Linked DNA regions of Sus scrofa: regions 1 and 2 are each linked to region 3. Evidence: chromatin contacts called from public HiChIP or PLAC-seq data. All regions are on one chromosome and are shown on one strand. Each heading gives the region's core, a stretch centred on a gene start, on an enhancer-like site or on the middle of the called end of the contact. The rest is flanking DNA. Distances are from core to core; before and after follow the strand shown.

Region 1 (4,170 bases), core at 600-3,099, 490 kb before region 3:
GCATCAGCTCGGTATTCTAGCTCCTGGGTCCTGGAACAGTCCCCTTAGTCTAGTGGAGGTCATAGAGGGGGTCATAAAGGAGGGGGTTCAGGCAGATTGGAGTGAATGCTTACTTCGGTACCTACTAGCTGTGTGACTATGGGCAAGTCACTTGGCCTCTCTGTGCCTTATTTTCATACCTATAAGATAGGCATAATGATAGTGCTAGCACCATCCTGCAGAGCTGTAAGGACTTATGAGTTAATACATGAAAAGTTCTTTGATTAAAGCCAGGTACACGGCAAGAGCCACATAACTGTTAGCTGTGACTATTCTTTTCATCCGAAAACAAAAACAAACAAACAAACAAACAAAAAAAAGCACAACCTTCAAAAGATCAACATATGCTGGAGTCAGTATTACAACTAGAAGTGTCTTGGAGAACATCCCCTCCCAGCCCCCTCTACATTACAGAGATAAAGCAATTTGACGTGACAATCCAGAGACAGAAGGACTAGAACCCAGGACGGGTAAGAGAGGGGACAAGGAGGGGCTCCTCCTTTCTGTCTCTGGGACAGTGGTTTTCATCAATCAGCAGGGCTGGTTAGAGACAGATCGCTGGACCCCACCCAGGATTTCTGCCTCAGCATCTCTAACAAGTCCCCAAGCGATGCCGCGGCTGCTGGTCCAGGGACCACACCTGGGGAAGCGCTGCCCTGAGACAATGGAGTCAGAGTTCTGCAAGGCTTCAGCCGGACTTTGCCGGCTGCTCTCCAGCACCGAAAAAGAGGAAGCAAGGGCCTTACTTACAGCGGATGCCGTACCTCAGGCAGCGCCCTCTGCAGGGGGATGCGGGCACTGAGCGCCTCCTCCAGGCCTCGTAGGGTCAGCTCCTCTTCAGATGCCTCCCCATCCTCCTCCTCAGCCCCCCAGTCCCTCTCCCGGACCTCCTCGTCCTGCCTCCTGCTCGGCTGCTTGATGAGCCTGTAGCTGCCACCTCTCCTGCCCTGGCTCTGGTTCCTTCTGGCCCTGTGCGAGGCCACGGCCACCAAGAGCTGATCCTCCCTCAGGGAGATAAAGGGTGGCAGGCCCTCCAGGGGGCCGTACTCTTGGTCCTCATCCTCGGACTCCAGCACCCACTCCTGAGATTCCCCAAAGTTCAGGCGGTACCCGGCTTCGGGGCTGCGTTCGGCGACCTGGGCCGTGACAACCGGGGGCCGGGCGTGCGGGGGAGGGTGCAGCACCTCCAGCATCAGCAGCGTGCATCCCAGCATCAGGAGGAGCAGCAGGAACTGCAGTCTGCAGGGTCCGTGCCTGCCTCGCTTCCTTACGAACATGTTGCTGGAACTTGCCAAATGCAACAAGTCATGTTCAAGTTCACTTTCGCCTCCTGCTCCAGGTTCCTTCAAGCTGGCAGCAGAACCTGGCTTCCTGGGTCTACCTGGAAGTTTGTTTGTTTGTTTTTGCCAGTCACTTAATCTGCTCCTTCTCCCGTCCCGACTGACATCTGCCGGCAGCGTAAGACCGGCTTCCACTTACAACCAGAAAGCCGAGAAAGCCGCGGACTCAATCCCACCACAAATGCTCTCTGAGCAAATGTCAATTGCCTTCCGAAAGACCATTCACAGGGACTTCAAATTGAACTGTTTGCCCCCCTTTGATGCCCCTTTCCTTTTGGGGGGAAAAATAATGATTTCATTTTGCTCAGGGGTCTAGTCCCACGTGTTTCGTTTTCCCCCTTGTATGCGTGGTCAGGTGGCTATAAGATGTATGAGGGGAGCTGATGGGTCCTCAGTCCCGCAGAGCTGACAGCTGTCCTCCTTTGGACCCTTCAAGTCAGGTCGGTTCAACAGATGTGGAGCCGGCAAGTAGCGCCTGATTTCCTTTCACACAGAGCTCCTCATACAGCCGGCTGCGAGGCTCTGCCAGACGCGGGCGGGCGTGCGCTCGCCTCGCTCCCGGTCCTAATGCCCTCCCTGTTCCTAGGCTTTGCGCAACCCCAGGAAGGCGACTACGGGGAAAACAAACGCCGTCACTGCTAGGACCAAACCCAACAGGAGCATCCGAGGAGTTCTGATTTGAATCTATTCCACAGCGAGGCTTCTTTCCCCACCCAAAAGGGCAGGAAAGAGTATCCCCTCCTGATTTCAGAAAGGCAGTACGGGTAGTGGAAATTCAGGTAGCTGGTTGGCTCTTTGCATGCTCAGCCTCCCAAGCTGCTGGCTGGGGTTCCCCTTTCTTCCCTCCCCACCCCCCACCCCGGTCCTCACCCTTCTGAAAAGGAGGGGTGCTTGGGGAAACGCTCTTGCAACAAGCCCCTCCTACCCACAGGAGCATCCGAATGCCAGCTCTGTACCGGCCTCTGAGCCAATGGGGGGAGGGGCGGGGGACGACAGAAGAGGAGGGGCCCTCTCCTTCGACTGTAAACTTCCTTCATTCAACCGAGAAATATTAATGCGCGGCCGCTATGTGTTAAATCTATCCTGGGCAGGGGGAGTTCCCGGCGTGGCGTAGGGAAACAAATCTGACTAGGAACCACGAGGTTACGGGTTCGATCCCTGGCCTCGCGGGTGGGTTGAGGATCTGGAGTTGCCGTGAGCTGTGGTGTGGGTCAAAGACGCAGCTCAGCTGGGATCCTGTGTTGCTGTGCCTGTGGTGTAGGCCATCGGCTACAGCTCCGATTGGACCCCTAGCCTGGGAACTTCCACATGCCATAGATGTGGTCCTAAAAAGCAAAAAGAAAGAAAAGAAAGAAATTATAAAAATAAATAAATAAAATATACAGTGGGGACAGATGGTGATAAAAGCTAAGGAGGAAAATAAAGCAGGGAAGGAAGCTGGGGAGCTTGGGTTAGGGGTTGACAGTTGACACTGTGAGCAAGTGTTCCCAGAAGCATTTGTGTAAGGAAGACAAGCAGTACAGTATGGAGAGAACTGGGGACAGAGAGGACAGCAAGTACAAATGTCCTGAGGTGAGATTTTTGCCTGGCCTTTTGCGGGCCTGCAGAGGGCCAGTGTGGCTGGAACAGAGTGGGAACAGTAGGAGTGAAACAAGAACAGTAAGAGGGGGGAGTGACGGGGGACCTTGCAGGGCATTTTAGGGATTCTGGCTTTTCCTCTGAGTCAGGTGGAAGCCCTTGGAGTGTTGTAAGCACACAACAGACACAATCGACTTGGATTTTAACTGGATCACTCTGGCTTCTGTGTTGAGATTAGACCGTGGGGGAGAACAGGGCAGAAGCAGGGAGGCCCATGGGGCGGGTGAGACATGGTAAGGACATCATGGGAGGTGGGCAGGAGCACTCAGCCTCTGATGGATTTTAAGGAAGAACCTATAGGATTTGTTAGGAATTGACACCCAGAGTGAGAGAGAGATGAGTCAAGGAAGATTACAAGGTTGTGGTCTAAGCAGTAGGAAGAGCTGAGCTGCCAGCAACGAAGATGGGGAAAGCAGGGAGCAGGGGCAAAACAGAAGCTCAGTCGGGGCATGCCCTGTTGGAGATGGCGTTTGGGCAGCCAAGGGGAAGGGAAGGGTGGGCAGCTGGACATACGGATACATGGGGGTATATGATAGCTGGGGGTCAGGGGTAGGTCTGGCCTGAAGATGTAAAGTCGGATGCAGTGGCACATAGATAGTGTTTGAAGATCCCAGAGGGAGTGATGTGGACAGGAGAAGGGAAGGGAGCCAGCTTGCTCAGAGTCCTCTGGCGCCTAGTGGATCAGGTTGATGAAGGGGGGTGGCGAGCTTCACCGTGAGACATGACTCTTCTGATGGCTGTAGTGCAGCCAGGCCATCAGGAAGCTGTGGGGTGGGGAGGGCTGCCACTGCACTTGAAATCAATTGATGTTGTTTCTGATTTGATGTTGATTTTATTTATTTCTTTTTTCAATTTAGCAAGACTTTTTTAATGATTTTTATTTTTTCTGTTATAGTTGGTTTACAGTATTCTGTCAATTTTTTGCTGTACAGCAAAGTGACCCAGTCACACATACATTTATACATTCTTTTTCTCACATTATCCTCCATCACGCTCCATCATAAGTGACTAGATGTAGTTCCCAGTGCTATACAGAAGAATTTCATTGCTTATCCATTCCAAAGGCAATAGTTCACATTGATGTTGATTTTAGATTGTGAGCCTAAACATCTGGAAAATAACAAAAACAGTTTTTCCTTTGGACTCAGTTGTT
Region 2 (4,417 bases), core at 196-2,695, 390 kb after region 3:
TTCCTCAGATTTCAGTAATTCAGATATCTCAGGGGAGGGAGGAAAATATAACCTTATATGTAAATATTACAGCCAATTTTTAAAACTGTTGGCATCAACTTTATTTTACTCATTTCATTTATACTTGAAAGTGACTAACAATTAAAGAACCCCTTTTAGAAGAGTATGAAGACAGAAAACACTAAATATCTGATAGTTTACATAAACAGCTCCTACAAGCACAACCACTTTTCTGACTCTCAAGGAAAAGAAATTCTTCATAGTAACAAGCAAATCTTACAGCAAAACAAGAGGCACACTGCACAGTATTTTCTTTTGCCTTAGCTATTTCAAATGGCACTATTTTCACCTACAAACATTGGTCAGTTATTGCACAAAACTAAAACAGAGTTTTACTTTTTAAATACCACTCTAATGAAATTGTCAACAAAAAGTCCAAAAGGAATGATTCTAAAACACATCAAGTCTCTAAATATAGATTATAAAGGCAATTAAATATTAACCTGAAAAAAAACCACACGTTAATGACAGCATATACGTTTATAGGAAAAATTTACTACTACTGTATAATCAGTCGACATTGCTTCTAAAAGAAAAGGTAGTAATATCAAGAAGATACAGCTACCTCAGCAGGGAGGCGCAGGGCAAGACGGCAGCGAGACAGTTGTGTTTGCAAATCCTCAGGATTAGGGAGCAAAGAGTGGACTGTGAAGCGCCTAGTCTTTAATAATTCTGGCCCCAATAATTATCCAAATGAAATATCAAAGAAACATGTAAAGCATGAGTATAAGGATATTATGACGCTGAAGATCAAAATATAAATGTTCATAAATGAACATAAAATGACCGGAAGAGTTTGTAAATACACCAAGACACAGCTACAGAATGCATCCACTAACAAGGTAATATTATGAATCTTAAAAAAATTCATAACTTTTTAAAAGTTTCAATGAAAAGATTAAAACAGTATAAACAGTACGATTTGGGGTTTTTTTAAAGGTGTGTAGACACATAGGCGTAGAAAAACAAAGATACAGGTCAAACGCTAGGATATCCGATGCTTTATTCTTTTTAATTGACTTTCTGAGTCCGTCTGAGCACGCACTGTCTCCGAGTACATCCAAGACAGTGAGACCCAGTGAGCTGACAGCTCAGCCTCGCCTTCAGGACGGACCCGACCCTGGAGAGGCTACCAAGCCCAAGAGGAGGACTCCGGGGCGGGGGCGGGGACAGGCCTGGCCTCTCAGCGGGGCCACCGTCCCCCACCCCCGAAGGACAGCGGGAGCGGCGATGCGATGCGAAGCCCATCAGGCAGCACCTGGGCCCGCCCCCAGCCCACCTTGTAGTAAAACACCGCCTCTGAGTAGCGGCCTTCGTGGTCGCGCTGCACCGCCAGCCGCGCGAACTGCACAGCATCCCGTTCCAGCGCCGCCGCGTCCATGGCGGCCCCGCGGCGAGGTCCTCCGCCGCCTGCTGCCCAGGCGAGGCCCGGGCCGCGCAGAAATGCTGGAGCTCACTTCCGGCGGCTGAGGAAGGACAGCGGCCGGCCCCTCAGCACAGACCCGGCTCCCAGCCGGCGGGCAGCCTGACTCCACGGCCGCCGCATTCCCCGCCCCGCCCACCGGTCGCACTGCGCAAGCGCGGCCGGCCGGGTAAGGCGAGTCCGTGAAGCCAGGGCGCCGGGGGCGGTGGGCGGGGCCCGGCCTCCGCGGGGCCGAGTGCACGTGACCGCCACTGCGCCCAGGATTGGACCGACGCAACCGGTGCCACGTCCGAGCGGACGCTGCCTCCGCCCTCTACACGCAGGTGGTAGTGCCCTGCGAGGCTGTTGCTGGCCAGATTAGGGAGGAGGGGCGCATGCGCCTTACGGGGCTCTACCCACTCCCGCCTCCCCACCCCCCCCCCCCCCCCCCCCGGTGCCGGAGAGCTCTTCCCATCTTCTGGGCTGCTTTTTTAAAAATTAGGGAAATACAGTAAGGACATAGGATTCTTATGCGATACTCTTTAATAAGTTTATAGCCGCAAATTCAATTTTAACCCTGTATAACTTTCCGAGGTTATAGTACTGATTGAATTGTGTAATAACAATGTGTACTTATCCTTAGGTTAACAATGCTGTTGTAATACTCAATTAGGTGATTACTTGGCTAATGGTCTTTCTCTTTAAAACTCTGTATTCAGCAATAATAAAAATAAACTAGTGAGAGACACCACAATATTGACAAAACTCGAAATTCACTGTATGTTAAGATGAGAGAGTACAACTGTGACTATGTTTATAAGAAACACCAGAAAAGATGAATCTAATCAATAACGTGTGAAGCTGTTAGGGAACCATGGACCCAAACCGCCTGCCCTGGCTAGCACCGTAGTAGCACCTCGGCTCAAGTCTCCCACACAGGATGTAACACCTTTGCTTAAGTCTCCCACATCAGGATGCTTCAAAAGAACACAAAACCAGTGAAGGGCCTAAAACCAACCTGGAGGAAGCTCAGGAGGGGCCAAGAAGGGCAGGAGACTCCAGTTTATATGTCTTGCTAACCTCCTGGAAACACTCATGCTGGAAACTACCTTGACTAAGAGATGCATAAGCCATCAGGAAGGGCTTTGATCAGAACAAAGGAAGGCAGGAGCAAGGTGACTGGCCAAAGACAATCTGGAAATCTGATGCCCCCGCCTGCTACCACAAAAACCGGAGAGTGTGTGCCACAAGGCAGAGTAGTTCTCCTGGTTTCTGTTACCTGCTGCTCTCTGCTGAAGTGCCCCTTTTCAACAGTCTTTTGCTTTGTCAGTCATGCGTCTCCTCGGACAATTGATTTATTAGTGTTGAACAAGAGCCCACTCTCAGGGGACTCATCCAGTGACAAAATCACATCAATGTTTGGTAACGGATAAGAGAATCTTTTGACAGATTTATAAGCATTTCTTATTTCTTTGGAGGCGATGGAAATGTATTGTGTCTTGAAGGTGATGCCAAAAACACATGCATTTGTTAAGACCTATTATTACACCGTACATTTTAAACGCATACTTCTAATTTTCCTTCATTATACCTCAATAAAAATTTTTTAGTCAGTTGGCTTGCATTTAAATGGGACGCAATTTCCATAACTGTTCCTTCACATTTGGTGAAGTTAATAACTATCTCATTGGATGGTTGTAAAGCGCACAGATGGAGAATTTGACTCTGCCTGCTTCCCATTATTAGCTGCTACAGTTTAATAACTGAAGCAGGGATGGTTTCTGTCTCTATCAGTTTAAACCCAGAATTAAGCCCAAGCTTTGGTCCAGAGCAGGTGTTGAATAAATATTTCAAAATGTTGAGTGAGTCACTCCCCTGCTAAATATACTCAATACACCCTCCCCTATCTTGATTCTAAAGAATGAAGTAAAAATTCCTTAACACAGAATAGAAGTTTCCTTAGAACTGGAGCTCAGGGTGTGTTCCCAAGATATTTGCAGGAACTGATCCCCAAGCTACAGCAGACGAATGCAGTTTTGCTCACTCAGAAGAGGGCTTCTGTGTCTACTGTTCCCCCTTTCGTCTCAGCTTGTAGAATTCCTATCTCCTCTTGAAGGGGGTTTTTCTAGCTCTCCCTGGATTTGTGATCCCTCCCTATACCTTCTCATTTATTCCCTTATTCCTTGTTCACTTATTTGCTGATCACTGAATGCCTACTTGGTGCCAGGCACAGAGCAAAACATTGAAGATACAAAGATAAATGAAAGAGAGTGAGATAAGTCTGGGAAAAGCAAGTTAAAGCTTCAAAGTTAACTACAGTCTTTAAAAACACTGAGACTTCCATGAACATGGTAAACCTTGTCATGTATTGAGGGCTTCTCTTATTGCTCTCAGCAAGGTTTTATAGGGCACAGGTCTTACACATCCATCTTTTGACAGATTTATAAGCATTTCTTACTTCTGATGCTATTTTAAATGGTGTTACTTATTTGGAGTTCCCTTCGTGGTGCAGCGGAAACGAATCCAACTAGAAACCATGAGGTTGTGGGTTCCATCCCTGGCCTTGCTCAGTGGGTTAAGGATCCGGCATGGCTATGAACTGTGGTATAGGTTGAAGACTTGGTTTGGATCTGGCATTGCTGTGGCTCTGGCATAGGCCAGCAGCTACAGCTCTGATTAGACCCCTAGCCTGGGAACCTCCATATGCCGTGGGTGTGGCCCTAAAAGGACAAAAGACTAAATAAATAAATGAATAAATGAAATAGAACAAAATAAAATAAATGGTGTTATTTAGTTTCAATTTCCTCTTGTTTGTGTTAGTGTATAGAAATAGTGTTAATATGTATATATTGACTTTATATCTGGCAATCATAGATTATCCAGAAAAACCTGAAAGTGAGGTGGTGGAGCTTCATGACAGCTACCTGCAGAGAATGTTTACCGGGATATATAGCC
Region 3 (4,655 bases), core at 1,330-3,829:
AAGTAACAAATGACTGACTCTGCTCTCAGAACACGTTTTCATTACCTTTTCTTTGCAAAACAAACAAACAAACTAGACTTACTTCTCATTTGACATTCTTCCATGAATAAACAAACAAAACCAAACAAAATATTCCACACCTACCACCAATAAAAGTAATAAAGAATGTCATTAATGCTTGCAACGTCTGCACAAAGGGCCTTGGATGAGTCACAAAAAAATCTTGGAATCCTGTCACTGCCACTGCCTTGAAAGCAGTTGCTCCAAGTGGCTGCCAGTTCTGGGCAGAGACTCTCAGCACTTCTGCTGAATCATCAGACCCAAGTGAATCACGGAACGTTGTGCCCTGAATTCAAGGGTATAAAGGTGAAGCAAGTTTCAACATTCTTACCAACCTCTCCCTCTGCTAAAAGGGCTAAAGGACAAGAGTTCAGTCAGTTGATAATTTATCCTTTGTTCCAACCAGTTCATCTGAATTCAGGGGATTTATACCAATTCATAGTTCACTTTTCACCACACCTTATATGGAGTGACTCCATCTGTGATTCATTCGGGACATTGGTGGACACAAGTTCCAATGAACTATCATCTATACAAGTTGGAGCTGCCAATGTCAAACCAGCCTTGAAACCATAAATCCAAATTAAGCAATAGCATTTGGTAATAGGCAATCAAAAATTTAATTAGTAACTCAGGCCTCTAGCATGAATACAGAGCTAGTGGTTCTCTGGTTGGGCTGCAAATCAAATTTAGACAGCAGCTCTGAAAAAATACAGGCGCCTGATTTGTCCTGAGATATTGATACAGAAGACGTGGGGTAGGGCCCAAGTAACTGTATGTTTAAAAAGATTTCCAGGAGTTCCCGCAGTAATGAACCTGAATAGTATCCACGAGGACACGGGTTCGAGCCCTGGCCTCCTTCAGTGGGTTAAGGATCCGGCATTGCCATGAGCTGTGGTGTAGGTCACAGACAGGGCTTGTTTCCCGAGTTGCAGTGGCTGTAGTGTAGGTTGGCAGCTGCAGCTCCGATTCGACCCTTAGCCTGGGAACTTCCATACGCCACATGTGTGGCCCCAAAAAGCAAATAAATAAATAAATAAATAGCTTTCCAAGTGAGTCTGATGCTTGGGGGTAGAGACTGTCACACAGGTACTGATATCAATCCCACATGATAGAGAGGTGTGCAGTCTATGCTTCTCAAACAGGGACAGGAGATAGTGTGCCAAGGACCATTCAAAGCCACACAAAAAACACTCTGTACCTTTCTGGAATCTCAATTTTCCTTGACAGATAAGTAGTTTAACATGTCATTTTTATTCTGGGTGGTGGTTCCGGAGGTATATACAATTGTCAAAACTCATTTAAGATGTGTACATTTATATTTATTTTACCTCAATTAAAATACAGATTCTGGAATACAACTGAAGATCTGCATTTATTATTTTTTTTAGACGAACTCTGAGACTTCAAAGAAATCTCCCTCTTAGATGGACTACACTAGCCCAGGCCCCCATATTCAAGGAAGCAACTATTTTATTCTCCTCTGCTTTGGGTGAAAGTCAGAGTTTCAAATTCCCAGAGAACCCTTTTCGGAAGGACCCACAGGGTTTAGAAATTCTTTCATTTCCAATGCTTTTCATCCATTTCACTACTCATGACCCACTGCCCTCTCTTCTTGTTTCTTCACTTTCCACATATTACTGGGTTCTTTGCATTTTAAAACACTTCGAATCCCCCCAAATTTAAAGTTCCACTCTTCATTAGGATTGGAGATTTTGGTTGCTACTGAGCAGATCTTGAGGATTTAGCTTCATAAATTGCACACTGTAAGCACATTTTTTACTCAAAAATGTGTTTTTTTTTTTAAAATGTGTTTTAAAAGATGCTCCACTGCAGAGCTCCTTGTGGTTACCCACGCTAATTAATCACAAATATCCCCATTTCCTGACTTTGTAAAGAGTGGAGGGTTAGCAGCAAGGGTTAGAGAATAAAATGGTCAAGAATAGGCTTAAGAGGCCCTTCTTATCTCCTGTGGCCAAAGGGCTGAACAATGAATAGAGCACAAGACTGTCCTGGGTCCAACGGCTTTTAGCAACTTGCCTCGTCCTGCGTGGAGATTTGGCGTCCTTATATATGACACGGGATAAGAAGTACACATTTGATTATGGATTTTTCTTTTTTTTTTAAGCACTCCAGGCAAATGTAAGTCCCCGAGTCCCAGGTATCGAATCCAAGCCGCAGACGCGACATACCGGATCCTTAACCCACGGTGCCAAATACGGATCTCCCGCTTGCGGGTTTAATGAAATACTACGTTCTCGGGTTGTAAACCCACGAGGTTATGAACTCATAAACCAAAAAGCATTTAGGTCAAAGCTCAGAACACAGGAGACGCGGAATAACGACTACGCAACCCGAAGAAGACTTTTGCCTAGCCCTCAGCACCTTCCCATTACACCCCAGCAGCCTGTGCGAACCTGTGCGCAGGCCCCAAGGCGAAGCCGCGAGTGCGCCTGCGCTCCGCCCTCTTCCACCCCGGATTTGCGCATGCGCCACTCACTCGCCCTCCAGGGTCCCGAAGTGGGTTGTAGAGTGTGGCAACGAGCGCCCGCTGATCGGCCTCTCACTCTCTAGGCTTAGGCCGCCGCCTCCAGCTAGTCCCGCCTTCTCCTGGCACTTTGCTCCCATCCCCCCACGAATGGACGGTCCAGGAAAAGGCCCCGTTGTGATTGGAGAGAGTGGGTTTACCTCTCACCTCCTCACGAGCTTGCCGGCTTCCGCCCCGCCTCCTCCCCTCCGCTCTCCGAAGGGCGGGTGGCCTCCTCCTCAGAGGGGCGGTTCCACGGTTGGTGTTTTCGAGCCTGCTTTGGCTTGGTAACTCCGCTTCAGCCTGTCGTCGACTGCGGTAGGGCCTCGAACTTTAAGGTGGAAGATGTCCGGAAATAACTTGGCAGAGGGCAGCAACCCAAGCGAGGCGCAGATGTCCGGTGCGGAAGTCATCGCCCAGTCCCTGAAAACACAGGTGTTAGGAACGCTCCTACGGAAGCCGGCGGGGCCGAGTCGTTGTCTTAGAAACGGGGGAAACGGTGGGGGCTGGCAGCAGAGAGGTTTGCGGGAGGTTTTCCTTTTACCGTCGCAGAAGGGAGCTGTGGGGCTGGGAGCCCTGGCCTTATTCCTCTGTTCTTGGCCCCCAGGACGTGAACTACATGTTTGGCATCGTAGGCATTCCAGTGACTGAAATTGCCCTTGCCACCCAGAAACTGGGCATCAGATACGTCGGGATGAGGAATGAGCAGGCTGTAAGTATGGACCTTGAGAGATGAATGCACGATTGAGGATGAGTAATGATAATAATGGCAAATACTCATTGCAGAGAGTCGGCGCTTATCACTACAGTAATATTTTACACGTATCCGTCACAACGATCCTAGGAGGCAAGGACCATTGTTAATCCTAGTTGCGGATGAGAAAAGTGAGACCCAGAGAGGTTAAGAAATTTGCCCAAGGAGACCTCTGGTATTGGCAGGACCACATTTGGACCTAGGTATTATGGATCTGGAGTCCACACTTTTTTTTTTTTTGTCTTTTTGCCATTTCTTGGGCCGCTCCTGCCGGCATATGAAGGTTCCCAGGCTAAGAGTCCAATCGAACCTGAGCTGTAGCCGCCGGCGTAGGCCAGAGCCACAGCAAGGCAGGATCAGAGCCGCATCTGCAACCTACATCACAGCTCACTGCAATGCCAGATCCTTAACCCACTGAGCAAGGCCAGGGATCAAACCCGCAACCTCATGGTTCCTAGTCGGAATCGTTAACCACTGGGCCAGGACGGGAACTCCCATGGAGTCCACACTCTTTTTAACACTATACGGTATTGTACTTTGCCAAGTCTAGAGTGTCACAATTGGAACGGACAGTTATCTGGTCTGAATCTTGGCCTCCTCCCTGTTCTTCAGTCTCATAACTACCTATTATGTGTCATTTCTGTGTATTATTTGTCTGATCTGGCTTCCCTATTAGGCTGTGAGCTCCAGGGGGTCGTGGATATTATTTCTTCCTGACACATCTGTGTCCGCAGTCTGTATGTGGTGCCTGCACATGATAGGTGCTCAGATAGTACCTGCAACATTAGTAGGTGAGGCCATGACCCATGTTATGTAGTAGGCAGCTCTGCAAGGTAACAACACAAATGGCAAAGCCATGCTTGGACTCCAGAGGTGTCCCGAATTCCTGCCCAGTATTCATTCCACCTCATCGCACTTAGAGCCTCCCTTCTTAGAGGCTTATTTGGAAGCACAAGCAAGGAAGATAGGGAGTTCCCATTGTGGCTCAGTGGAGATGAATCTGACTAGTATCCATGAAGCTGAGTGTTTGATCCCTGGCCTCGCTGAGTGGGTTAAGCATCCTGCGTTGCCCTGAGCTGTGGTGTAAGTTGCAGACGTGGCTGGGATCCTGAGTTGCCGTGGCTGTGGTTCCAATTGGATCTCTAGCCTGAGAACCTCCATATGCCATGGGTGCAGCCCTAAAGAGACAAAGAAAAAAGAAAGGAAGATAGGACATTTTGTCAAACCAGTCTCATTTCTTTTTCTTCCTAAAGAGCATTTAGCAGTTTTCTGGATCATCTTCTATTTAATTTAGCACCTTCCTTCTCTTCCTGT

Evidence for each region. HiChIP or PLAC-seq counts read pairs in DNA pulled down with a chosen protein or histone mark.
Region 1: an H3K27ac HiChIP or PLAC-seq map of skeletal muscle shows a contact between it and region 3, with 2.7 times the contacts expected there. The contact joins the promoter of GALNT15 here to the promoter of HACL1 in region 3. A contact is called at or near these places in 2 of 5 promoter capture datasets (fetal skeletal muscle and liver) and 1 of 2 datasets of contacts at active chromatin or transcription factors (skeletal muscle).
Region 2: a contact with region 3 is called in an H3K27ac HiChIP or PLAC-seq map of alveolar macrophages. The contact joins the promoter of CAPN7 here to the promoter of HACL1 in region 3. A contact is called at or near these places in 1 of 5 promoter capture datasets (liver), 2 of 47 Hi-C or Micro-C datasets (liver and skeletal muscle) and 1 of 2 datasets of contacts at active chromatin or transcription factors (alveolar macrophages).

What each region holds. Positions count from the first base shown.
Region 1 is chr13:3,327,768-3,331,937 of Sscrofa11.1, reverse strand. It overlaps GALNT15 (polypeptide N-acetylgalactosaminyltransferase 15), which reads right to left and starts at 1,849. Exons shown (of 10, transcript NM_001206447.1): 1 at 790-1,849. The coding sequence starts at 1,316.
Region 2 is chr13:2,449,413-2,453,829 of Sscrofa11.1, reverse strand. It overlaps CAPN7 (calpain 7), which reads right to left and starts at 1,445. Exons shown (of 21, transcript NM_001097443.1): 1 at 1,340-1,445. The coding sequence starts at 1,441.
Region 3 is chr13:2,838,802-2,843,456 of Sscrofa11.1, reverse strand. It overlaps HACL1 (2-hydroxyacyl-CoA lyase 1), which reads left to right and starts at 2,579. Exons shown (of 17, transcript NM_001206454.1): 1 at 2,579-3,022; 2 at 3,195-3,299. The coding sequence starts at 2,933. BTD (biotinidase) reads right to left here and starts at 3,032. Exons shown (of 4, transcript XM_013981377.2): 1 at 2,749-3,032.